Linked DNA regions of Sus scrofa: region 1 is linked to region 2. The links are chromatin contacts, called in public Hi-C maps. All regions are on one chromosome and are shown on one strand. The core of a region is the stretch at or near the end of the contact, and the rest is flanking DNA. Distances in the headings are between cores, read along the strand shown. Region 1 overlaps CACNA1C (voltage-dependent L-type calcium channel subunit alpha-1C). Region 2 holds the start of CACNA1C (voltage-dependent L-type calcium channel subunit alpha-1C).

What was found. A called contact is a pair of places that touch in the nucleus more often than the background predicts.
Region 1: a Hi-C map of embryonic fibroblasts shows a contact between it and region 2, with 2.1 times the contacts expected there. The contact joins the enhancer-like site here to the promoter of CACNA1C in region 2. A contact is called at or near these places in 6 of 47 Hi-C or Micro-C datasets (embryonic fibroblasts, heart right ventricle, mesenteric adipose tissue and 2 more) and 1 of 2 datasets of contacts at active chromatin or transcription factors (skeletal muscle).

The regions. Positions count from the first base shown.
Region 1 is chr5:69,198,487-69,204,601 of Sscrofa11.1, reverse strand. The region is part of intron 4 of CACNA1C (voltage-dependent L-type calcium channel subunit alpha-1C); the gene reads right to left. Among named protein-coding and RNA genes, the nearest start is that of CACNA1C, 180 kb to the right of the region's middle. Within about 2 kb of position 1,736, at least 39 of the 83 cell types and tissues checked have an H3K27ac peak or open chromatin away from gene starts, as enhancers often do. A contact at or near this core is called in embryonic fibroblasts and skeletal muscle, where this site is marked.
Region 2 is chr5:69,014,293-69,020,018 of Sscrofa11.1, reverse strand. It overlaps CACNA1C (voltage-dependent L-type calcium channel subunit alpha-1C), which reads right to left and starts at 3,065. Exons shown (of 50, transcript XM_021092981.1): 1 at 2,307-3,065. The coding sequence starts at 2,355.

The DNA of each region.
Region 1 (6,115 bases), core at 487-2,986, 190 kb before region 2:
AATCCCCTCATTTTTTACTTGTTTCCTGTCTGTTCCCTCCACAAACCCTCATACACATACCACTCCATGGAAGTTCTATGTCACTGCTTTATCCCCAGAACCTAGAGCCGTCCATACCTGACACCCACGGTGCTCACCAGAATTAATGAATTAAGCAATTAATTAATGTCAACACCAAGCCAAGTGGGATTGCACTTAATCATCCCATCCAACCAATGAGGTGGGGACAGACTCCCCCCCCCCGCCCCCTTACAGATGAGGAAGCTGGCAGAGATGCTGACCCAGGTCAACGTGGGCTGCTGGAAGTGGAGCTCACTGCGTAAACTGGAGGCAGAAGGCAGAAACCTCCCCCTTACTCCCATCAGACCCAGGGGACATTGGGAGCCAATGTTAGTAAGACACCTGCTCCCCCTTTGCCACGCCCCTGGGAGCCAGAAAGAGGTGCCCGGAAAGGTGAGAGGCAGGAAGAGCCAGCAGGAGCAGCTGTGACAACACTGGGGCCTGAGTGGAGCCTGAATGGGAGGCAGGGCTGTGCACACCTGGAATTTCCAGTGACTTGGCCACTGCAAATGCATGGTTACTGCTACAGCCTCAGCCACATACCGCCCCAATATGTGGCTGAGGAGTCAGGGCGGCTGCCTGGACACAGTGGGGACATGGCCTTGATGCTCCTTCTCTGGTCCAAGGGCTTCTGGGGGACCTGGCAGGTCTGGCTGTCCCTCAGGACCTGTAACTATCCTTGAGCCATTAGTATGTTGAGGGGGATGGGTGTGGGGTGCAGATAGGCTGAGGTTTCCAAGCACATCTTCTGCTCCTGCCCCTGCTGTGGCCTGAATGCCTGATGGAGGCTGAGGACCTAAGATGGGCTGATTTAATAAAGCACTGTCCTCAAGGGAAGCTGTGTGCTGACAGTGGGTCCCAGAGAAGGCAGCCTTAGAGGGGGAAGGCCCAGAGAGCCAGCCCCCTCCTCCCTCCTCTGTGCCTCTTACAGCAGCTCCAATCCAGAGCGGTACCTGGAGGGCCCAAGGCTGCTGGCTCACGTGCACATGCCGCTAATTGCAATGACTGCTATGTAATGCTTTGTGTATATTTCCCCAGACCAAGAAAGCAGACGCCGCGCCTGGTGGAACAGGTCATGCTGGTATTTGGGTTGCTCTTTTTTTCTTTTTTGCTAAAAATATATATTCAACAAATGCATGGGAAATGAATGAAAGCAAGGGAAACAGACAGTCAGGGAGGGCAGAGGGCAGGCTGCTGTGGCTGCCGGGAACAAGGTTGAGGCTGGGAGCGGGGAGGAGGGGCCTGGACCCCACAGGACCCGGAGGCCAGGCCTGGAGCGCAGCCACGGGCTGACCCTGGACATCCGTTTTCTGCTCAGCTTTGGAGCCGGGGACCCAGAGGTCAGGCATGGTGTGGCTCTTCCTTAGGCAGAGCACGTGTCCAGGGGCCGAGCCCTGGGCCAGGTAGCTGGAAAAGCCCCAGAGGGCACGGTGGAGGGCACTGGTGGTCTGAGAGGGAGAGGAAGTGCCTGACGCAGAGCTGAGAGCTCCTGCAGCAAACCCCAGGGGCTGTGCTCTAGGGGCGTGTCTGGCACCAGGAGGGAACAGCTGTGGGCTTCCTCAGCTCTGGGCAGCAGCCTGCATTTTCTCTGAAATGTTGGAATGACTCAGGCCCTAGGAAATGAAGTGTTTGCTGGACCCTCCACTGTAAGGGGTGCCTGGCTGTGTCTCCAGGGCCTGGCCCTGACTGCTAGCGCATCAGCCGCCTTCCTTCCTGGGCAAGGCCCCGCCCCCGCACCCCCTCCAACATCAGTAGCTGCAGCTGCGGCAGATCATCACATCCGCAGCCGAGATCAAAGCAAAGTGTGACGGGTGCCCGGGAGGCTGGTGCAGCCACGCCAGCTCGAGGCTCACCCCTGGGCCCTGTGTGGGGACCCTGGGGTCCAGCCCACCAGCACCACCTGGCCCTGTCCCCAAAGGCAAGAGAGTGTGGGAAGCTGGGGGTGCCGAGGGCCTGCCCTCTGGACAGCTGGGTGGGAGGGACCCTCTCCTGCATGGTCCCTGGCAGCTGCTCCTCACACAGGCCCCTGCAGCGAGGGGAGGGGCAGTGAGGCTGCAGTGACCCATGGGGACCCTGCCCGGCCAGGACAGGTCCCAGAGCTGTTGATCCACCGTGGGACATAGGCAGGAGCTGGAGCAAGAGACCTATCAGTGCCTTCTGCAGATGGACGGCTGGTCCTCAGAGGTGCCACCATTGTCAGAAAAGGAGCCAGACTTGCCTCCCCGTTGCCTCCCCTCTAACCTTCCTCTCCCTCCCTTCTCCCCCTCCAGTCACCTCCCCCACCCTGGGCGCTCACTTCCTGCCCACCTGCCATGGGGGACCTGTAAGCGCACCCAAGCCCCGTGTCCCTACTGCCCAAGCAGCCACCCCGACTCCTCTCCTTTCTGGGACTCTCGGCAAGGATGCCTCTGGACAACCAGCCTCTTGAGGGCAGGAGCCCCGGTGAGACCTGAGACCGTGTGGCCCAACACAGCGTCTACAGAGAAAGCTGGGAAGAATGCAGCCGCCTGGAGGGTGGAGGGATGCCCAGAGGCAATCAGCAGGAAGGAGGCCACTTCCACTGGAAGTGACATTGCCTGAGGGCCGGGCACTGGCCATGCTCACCAGGGCACTGATGGCCCCCGCCGTCCCTCCCCCACCCAGTGAAAAAACACTATCCAGGCATCTGCAGAGTAAGACGCCTCATCACCTCGTGGGTTCCTGACTGTGCGGTTCCCAGCTCCAGGGGCAGAAAGACTCACTAAGGGGCCTACGGGTAACTCCTCACACGCTCCTGAGTCAGCCCCAGGGGAGGGCAGTTAGGCTGCAACAACCCAACCGAGCCAGCAAGGGCCAGGCCCCTACACCACTAACAGCAAGTTTTAATTAGCAGAGAAGCTCGGGAACAGGAGGTCAGCTATTCATTCTCTGGGTGGCTCCCTCTCCAGGACGGGGCTGCTTTCAGCCTAATGATGCTTTCTCCCAGAATCTCTCCTCTAGACACTGACAGCAAAGGTCCCTGGGAGCCACCCCCTGCCCCTTGGGAACAGCTCCTCTGTGTCCGCAAATCCAGTCACCAGTAGGACCCTCGGGCTGCCCTCTAACACGTTTCTTCAGTTCAGCTGGATTTATGTGCAGCCAATATTTACTGAGTTCCTTTTAAGTTTTTCTTAAATTTTAAATTAAAAAAAAAAACTGTGGCAAAATATACATAAATACAAAATTTACCCTCCTAACCATCTTTAAGGGGGCAGCTCAGGAGTGTTAAGACCATTCACACTGCTGGGCAAACAGTCTTGCAAAAGAGAAACTCTGTCCCATTAAACACTGACTCCCCACCCCTCCCCTCAGCCCCTGGGAACCACTGTTCTACTTTCTGTCTCTACGAATTTGACCATTTGACCACATAAGTGGAGTTAAACTGTAGCTTATCTCACTGAGCATAATGTCCGCAAGGTCCATCCACGTCCTATCTCGTGTCAGAATTTCCTTCCCTTTTGGGTAGATGCGCACCACAATTTGCTCATCCATCCTTCCATCCACGAACACATGGGGTTGCTTCTGCCTTCTGCATATTTGAATAATGCTGCTTTGAACACGGGGGTACGAATATCTCTTTGAGACCCTGCCCTTACTTCTTTTGGGTGAATATCCAGAAGGGGAATTGCTGGATCATATGGCGGTTCTACTTTATTTTTTATTTTTTGTCTTTTCAGGGCTGCACCTGCGGCATATGGAAGTTGCTAGGCTAGGGGTCGAATTGGAGCTGCAGCTGCCAGCCTACACTACAGCCACAGTAACGCCAGATCCCCAACCCAGTGAATGAGGCCAGGGATCAAAGCCGCATTCTCATGGATACTAGTAGGGTGCATGACCACTGAGCCGTGACAGGAACTCCTGGTGGTGATATTCTAAATGCCGGAGGAACTGCCGCTCTGTTTCCTGCGGCGGCTGCACCGTGCTGTGTCCCCACCAACGAGGCACAAGTGTTCCAATTTCTCTCCATCCTCGTCAGCACTTGTTACTTCCTGTTTGTCTTGGTTTGGTTCAGGTTTTGAGGGCAGGGTCCTAGCAGGTGTAAGGCAGTGATTCCCTCTCCTGGCTCAGGCACTTGGCTGGTGCTTGGCATGAAGCCTCTTGTTTAAGCCACAAGATCCCAGGACATCGAGTGCAGTGGTGGCTGCCTTCTTCCCTCATCACTGGTCATTTTTTTCATGTGAGTGTGCATTTCTCTCCCTAGCAAACCAGCCCTCTCTATGGCATACACGTGCACCGGGTGGGAGCCAGCCCGCAGCCTTCATGGATACCTGGCCGGAGACCTGGCCAGGAAGGAGCAAGCAGTGCTCCTGGCACCAGAAGAGCTGCGTAGTGTCTTGGGCCTCAGGGCTCTGTCTCCAGGGATCTGAACCTACAGCTGCCTCTCCAGCCAAGCAGTGCCACAGGCTGCCCCTCCAGCAGAAGCAGGGATGACCAGCTCTGTCTGAGCACTGTTCTCAGCCCCATCTCGGCTGGTACAGGAAGCAGATGCTCGCCGGCATGTCTTGGAGAAGGTGCCTTGAATTCTCTCCTCCAACAACAGCCGTCCTGCCCTTTGCACACGCTGGCTGATCTGATCCTCACAACAACACAGCCGAGGGAGCTGGGATCACCCCATTTTACAGATAAAGAAACCAAGGTCTGCGGGGAACACAGGCTTTTCCTCAAGGTCACACAGCTAAGAGGCCGCAAAGCCCGTGCCCCTGGCTGCTCTGGCCGGCCGGTCGGTGCCTCACACGTGTCCAGCTTCAGGGGTCGGCCCCGGGTGAGTGGAAGGTAAACAGGACAGAGCCGGCTGCCTCAGAGGAGCCCATGACTTCCTGGGTGGCTCGCCTGCGCTCTGTGCATGAGGCCTGTCCTCCGACTGCAGCTTGTGACGAGTCTCATCCTCAGACCTGGTTCCCAGAGGCCAGGAGAGTCCGCAGTGCAAAGAGCCGCAGCCTGACGCGACCGCTACAGTCTGCTGTGACCTGTAGATGAGACCAGCCTCTGGGGTCAGGAACACTGAGACTTCTGACAAAGGCCACGCATCTGTGGCGCTGTCTCACTCTGGAACTAGGAGACCCAAAGACCTCTGTTGCGGGGAGCGAGCCAGAGCCCTTTCACTTGTTCCACAGGGAGTCATTCCGTCATTCATTCTCTCAGTAACCACGTCCCTGAACAGCACCCAGAACTTACTCTTTGCTCAATAAATAGATTCTCTTCCCTTTCACACCCTTGCCAAGGCCTCCAAGGATGGTAGATGTCGACACAGCACACAGGCAACCCCGGGGAGCACGGTGGTGTGGGGGGCAGGGCTTGATGGACCTTGGCCATGGGCCACACATTCGGTCTAAGCAAATGCTCGTTTCTCTCTCATTCCCAGACCACCGGCGCAAAGGGAAGGCAGACAGAGATGACAGCCGTCAAGGGCAGGCAGGAGTCACGCTGGCCCAACCCCCGACCCCACCCTGGTGAACAAGGACAAGATGACGGCTCCTGCTGGCTCGCCTGCGTGTAAACCTGCAGAGTCACCCCAAGGCACCTGTGGAAAACCATCCAGAAGGAGCAGGTGCAGGAGAGTGGCGGGGGCGGGGGGCGCAGCCAGTTGTTCCCTTGTATCCCTCAGAAGGAAGGGGCCTTCACAGGCTGAGGGAGGGCGAAGATGGACAGACCCGGACAGGCAGGGAGGTAGCCGGGTGGCAGCAGAGGACTGTTCTCACGGCCATGCAACCACCTCAAGAGACCGGCAGCAATACAGCTCAGCATCTGCACAATTCCAGCCCCAGGGCACATGTATCCGAGGAGCAGGCACACATTTGCTCTTCTAAAAAGTGGGCCAAATACCCATCGACAGCAGGATGGATAAAAACACCTGGTTATTGGTCCAAGGAATGCTATTCACAGGGGCAGGCAGCACCACAGGTGCCGCCCGGGTGGGTCTCCCAGAATAACTGAGGGAGGGAAACGAGTCCCAGAACACACACTGCAGGATTCCATGTACGCAAAGCACAAAGGGGGCAGAGCTGAGACGTCTGCGTATCGGTTGGGGGTGGTGGTG
Region 2 (5,726 bases), core at 1,816-4,315:
ACACACACAGCCCATTGCAAAGCTGGGGAGAAAGGCCCGCTGCACTCAGTGCCTCTGTGAGGCAGTGTCTGTAAGCCCTGCCGCTGGCAACTTTTTGGGTGCTCCATACACCCCAGGTAATCATTTGCTGGTCTTCCCGCTCTGTTCCTGAAACCTCAACCCCCAGGTATGTTTCATGGCCCCTTTAGTTATTAAGCCACAGCAACCCACTCCCGGAAGATGTTCCTGCTTTCAGGTCTGCTCCCCACCTCGTCACCCTCCCCCTTCCACCCCCAGGAAGACCCCAGAAATGCCAAGGACAGGGCACAGGGATGAGGGGAGACAGGGACCCTGGTACTCTTTCACCTGAGAACTGCATCCAAGAAAGAAGGCAAAACTGCTCCCGAGAATTATATAACCACTGCAGCTTCAAGGGAGAGGGCTGGAATCCAGGTTGCCATAGTGGTTGTCGGCTGTGGCTGGGAGAGCAGAGCTCCGGCCACGCTCGCCACTGCCTTTCCCTCCATCTTCCTCACAGCCTCGCCGGGGCCAGGCCGCTGCTCCTACTTTTAATGTCTGCTCCCCGAACATGTGTGGGGAGGAGATGTGGGGGGACAAAGGGGCAAAAGGAAGGGGGGAAAGCGCTAAAAAGGGTTTGTCCTGCACTGAGGGGAGGCCTCAGGAACTAAGACCATCACCACCATGTGAATAATAATTATGACCACAGCCCACTGCCATTGTCAGTGACAGCGGGGACCGGCCACTGGGCCCTCCTCTTGGAGGCTGCCGGGACTGAGCCGAGAGGCCGGAGGGGAGAAATCCATCCCTGCTCTTCACAAACGTCACCCTTTCCTTTGTGTCTCTCCTGGCCTCCCTCCTAACCCATCACTGCTTCATCCGGAGGGGGACGGGGAACAGGTGAGGGTGGGGCACGGCCTAGAGAAATCTAGGGACAGAAGTTGCCCTTGTGACCCCAAAGCCCTGGCTCACCCAGGACTCACGACCCTGGACAAAATTCTTTCCACCAAAAGAGGCCAAAATCCCCTTCCTGCCAGCCAAGCTGGAAATCAGTTTCAGGAGGGATGGAGGCCAGGGAAGCTGCCTGGCGGCCTCGGGTTCTACAGGGTAGGGGCTCTGCCTGCTACCACGGGGATGGGGGCCGCAGGAGGGAGGAGGCTGGAAAGAGGAGGCAGAGACAGCCTGATCGTCAGAGGAACACTTTAAGTGCCCAGGAAGTAGCAGGGCCAACAGCGACAGGTATTGAGAAGGAAGAGATTGGAAGGAAGAGTATAAACACGGAGGCTCAGGAAACCAGGAGAGACAAGGAAGAGCCTGCACCCAGAGACAGAGAAAGCCATGGGGGAGGCAGAGGGAGCTGGGGACCGCCACAGGCCAGCAAGACTTGTCCCTCTACACTCCACCATAACCTTAACTGCTGAGCAGTGCCAAAAAATAATCACTTGTTAATATGGGGGGGGGTTTAGAAAGTTTCCAGGAAGTGGGGAGTTGCTTGAAAGCCTTTCCCCCTCACAGGGGGAGCTGCTGACACTTGATGCCAAGGATGGAGCTGCTGGGAAAACACTGGGCGATAGTGTGCAGCCGCGTGAGCTCGGCACACCCTTTCATTATTGCCTCAAAACATGAAAAAGCAGAGCCCACACACCGCCCGCATCCCAACCGCTGACATCCTCAGGTGCTAGCCCACATGTGGGTGCGAATCCGAACACACGGGGCGTGGGCGCGCTGGGGGTCAGCGGCAGCAGCGAGGTGGGTGGGTGTAGGTGAGCCAGAGAAGAGGGACACAGGGAGGGAGAGAGATGGGGGGGGCGGGTAGTCCACTGGGAGAGGGAGAGGGGAAGGGAGAGGCGAGACTCCCAGACTCACGGCTGCCTCCCGGCCCCCACCCGCCACCTGGAGCGCGCTGCCGGGGCGGGGGCGCGGGGCAGCGGGCGGGGGCGCCGGCCGGCCGGGTGCCGGGGGCGCGCGCGCGCTCCCAACCGCGCCCCGGGCGAGGCGAGGACCCCGGCCGCCGGGCTGGGGCTCGCGGGCCGTTCGGCGGGCTCTTCCGGCCAGCACGAGCCAACGAGGCAGGAGCAGACACTTGGGAACTTTTCCCCCTGCTTGGAATTTCTCCGGACGCCCGGCTCGGGGGCCGCGGGCGGGGGAGGGGCGGGGATTTTCCGCTGGGGCTCCGCGCGGTTCGGCCTGGGTCCGGCGGGTTCCCGGCCGCTCTGGGAGAAGGACGCGCGTCGGGGACCGGCCGGGGCCGCGGGGCGCGCCGATGAGCCGGCGAGGCTGACGGGCGCGGCGGCGGGGGCTAGCCTTACCTTGGTGGTTTTCCTCTGGAATGTACATCCTCGTGTTTTCATTGACCATGGACCAAGAATTGTTTTAAAGGGAGAAGAAGCCACAAAGAGGAAGAAATGTCAAACACCCCCAAGCGGGTCTGCACTAATCCCTCCTCCGAGGTCGGCGGCTTTCGTGCAAAATTCGAGGAAGCCGTGGATCTGCAGTATCTCTTCTTTCCTTTGGCTGATTACCTGATTCCCATTATTGCATCAAAAACCAAAAACTGATCCTTTCCACTACCGCCTCCTTCAGTGAAATTGTAATGCATCCTCAGCACATCCGGGCCCCTTCCAAGAATTCAGCGCCGCACCTCTGGCGGCCACAGCATTTGAAAAAATAAATGGAGAGGCAGAGCAAGAGGAGGCGGAAGGGGGAGAGGGGAGCGCGGACCCCAGGACGGGAGGGGCCCGCCGGCCGCCGGCCTGAACCGTCTCCGCCCGCTCTCGGCGCGTCCTCCCGGCTCTGCTCCGCTTTTTCTGCCCAAAGGTCCGGCGAGTCCCGAGGGCGAGGAGGCAGGAAGGCGCCGCCGCTCCGGGCCGCGCCGCGCGCCGCTCTGGCAGAAGCTGTTTCTGCAGAGGCGGCGAGAGGGAGCCGCGGGCAGGAGCGCGGAGCGCGGCGCTCACCCCGCGGCCCGCCGCCCCGCCCGCCCGCTCGCCCGGCGCGCCCCAGGCGGACGCGCTGAACGCTTCCAGATGTGGCGGCGGCGCGCGGGGCCAGGCGCACGGCGCGGGGCGCGCGGCGCGGACTTGAGCCCGGCCTGAGCCCCCACTTGCCCGGCGGCCCGCGCCTCTGCCCACATGCCGCCCGGACACACCCCTCGCGCCCCGCCCCGGCCCCCGGGGCCCGCGCGGCCCCCACAGCGGCGCGGCCTCTGGCGCGCAATTCCTGGAGGGGCTGCCGTCTGCCCACCTAGAGTCTCTGCAGATCGGACCAGAAAGCAAAACAGCAAAACGAGCCGTGATCCCACAGCTCTGTTCGATCGATTACGATCAGAACCGGTGCACGAGTGGCGTGGAGAGGCGAGGGTGGGAAGAGGCGAGGGCAGAGAGGGAAAGGGCCCGAGAGGCGGAGCCTCCTGGCAAGGCAGTGGTGCCCAGATGTCTGAGCAGATTAATAGACCCGGGGTTTCTCAATTCCTCCGAGGCGGGCCGAGCAGCGTGCTGCTAGGATATCCTTACCTTCTCCTCTTAATTATTTCTGCCACTCCGGCGGGAATCTATTGAGCGCCTCTCCTTCCCGGATCAGCAAACCTTTCTCCCCGTGCCTCAGGCAGACAAGGAAGGTCCATGGCACCCCCTGCAGGCCCGGGCTCCTGAGAGTGGGGCGGCCTGTACCCTGGCAGGGCGGCCTACAGCTCCCTCTTGGGAAAACTTCCACTTCCTGCGCCCAGACCCCACTCCCCAACTGCACAATTCCCCGGGGCGAGCCCATCTCTTTCCCTGGCCTTAAGCCACTGTCCACAGCAAATTTGTGTCCTCAGCCCAGGCCTGTCTTCCTGAGCGCCAGGCTACACAGCCAAATCAGTGCGAACATCTGAACCCTAACAGATCCAAACGCAGAATTCTTTCTCTTCCAAGCAATACCTGCTCCTCACCTGCCCCTCCCCCATCTCCGTTGATGGAACCAAAACGCTGGGGTCGTTCTTGGGTTCCTTTCTCTCATCCTTACACCGATCCTCTGGGAAATACAGAAAAATTCTGAATGTGACCACTTCTCTGTCCTATCTCGGGCCTGAGCCAACATCCTCCTGTCCTTCACCTGCGTTTCTGCAGAGGCCGGTGGCCCCCTCCCCTCCTTTGATATTTTCTCAGTGCTACATTTAGAGCCACACATGCAAAGTGTCGCATCCCAGCACCTCTGCTCAAACCCCCAGGGCTCCCCAGTCCACTTAGTCAAAGCCCGTGTCCTCAGAGGAGCCTTCCCGGGGGCCCTGTGAACAGCGGGGACAGCTTCTCTCAAGGCCTCCTACTGATCTCACACTTGTTCCAGCCTCACTGGCCCCGTGCTGTACCCCAGGGTTTCCAGGAAGTCTACTCCCTTTCATGGGCGCGTGGCGCGCGCGTGTGCCCACACAAACACACACACAACTGGCGCCCTTTGCTCTAGCTATCCCCACCGCCTGCAACACTCTCTCCTCAGATATCACCTGATAAACTCCCTCACTTTCTTCAAGACTTTGCTCAAATCTCACTTTTTCATGAAGATTGACCCTCACCACCATACCTAGTACAGTCCAAAGTCAGTATCCACAGATTGCGAATCTGCGGATGGATCCACGGTTGGTTGAATCTGCGGTTGAGGAACCGCAGATGGGGTGAGGGCAACTAAGGGACACCATCTCGTAAAAGGGACTTGAGCATCGGGAGGCTTTGATACACATGGAGGTCCTGAAACCAACAACCCGCAAATATCAAGGGACCACTGCACCACAAGCTGCCGAATCGGCTCCTCTAGCAACTTCGATCTCCCCTCTCCCTACTTTTATTTGGTATTTAATCCCTCCCTGTATAACATAGTGTATAGTCTACTTGTTCATTAATTACCTTGTTTATTGTCTGTATCCCCCACTGATTAAATGTCAATCCCATAAGGGCAGGGCTCTCTGTCCTTTTTGTTCACCAGTATATCTCAAATGTACAGAACAATGTCCAGCAGAGAGCAGTTCCTTAATAAATATGTTTGGAATGAGTGAATGAGTTCCTGGGATAGTTTCAAGAGTGCCACCATTCACCACACCAGAATGCCTCTGTAGGATCCCTGATTGGTGTCTGAAAACTCACAGCTCCATCTTTGCTCCTTTGGCCAAGTTTTGGCGAAGTTTAAAATGCAAACGCCCCTACCAGAGGCATTAAGCCTTATCCGTCTTTCTACTGTGAATGATGATCTAGATCTTGTTGGCTACAAGATAAATCTGGCCTCTTCATTCTGGTCTGTTCACACTCCATTTTCAAGCTAAGAGAGAAAATCAGAAATGACATAAATCCAAATAGCTCCTCCATTTAGCTTTAGAATGCATTATAAGCCTGTGTTTCAGAGGCCCATGAGCCTGATTATGTGTTTAAACGAATATTAAAATTGGTTTGCCCCTTCTTTACACAGGGCAATACAGGAATAATAGTGACAGTTAACACTGCTGAGTGCTCTGGGGGGGTGATAGGTGTTTTACCACTTTATCTCACTTAATCCTGTTGCATAGAGAACAGACTTGTGTTTGCCAAGGGGGAGTGGGGGGTGGGGGTGAGAAGGGAGTGGGAGGGACAGGGAGTTTAGGGTTAGCAGATGCAAACTGTTACATTTAGAATGAATAAGCAATGAGGTCCTGCTGTGTAGCACAGGGAACTATATCTAGTCTCTTGGGAAAGAACATGATGGAAGATAATAGAAGAAAGGGAATGTAT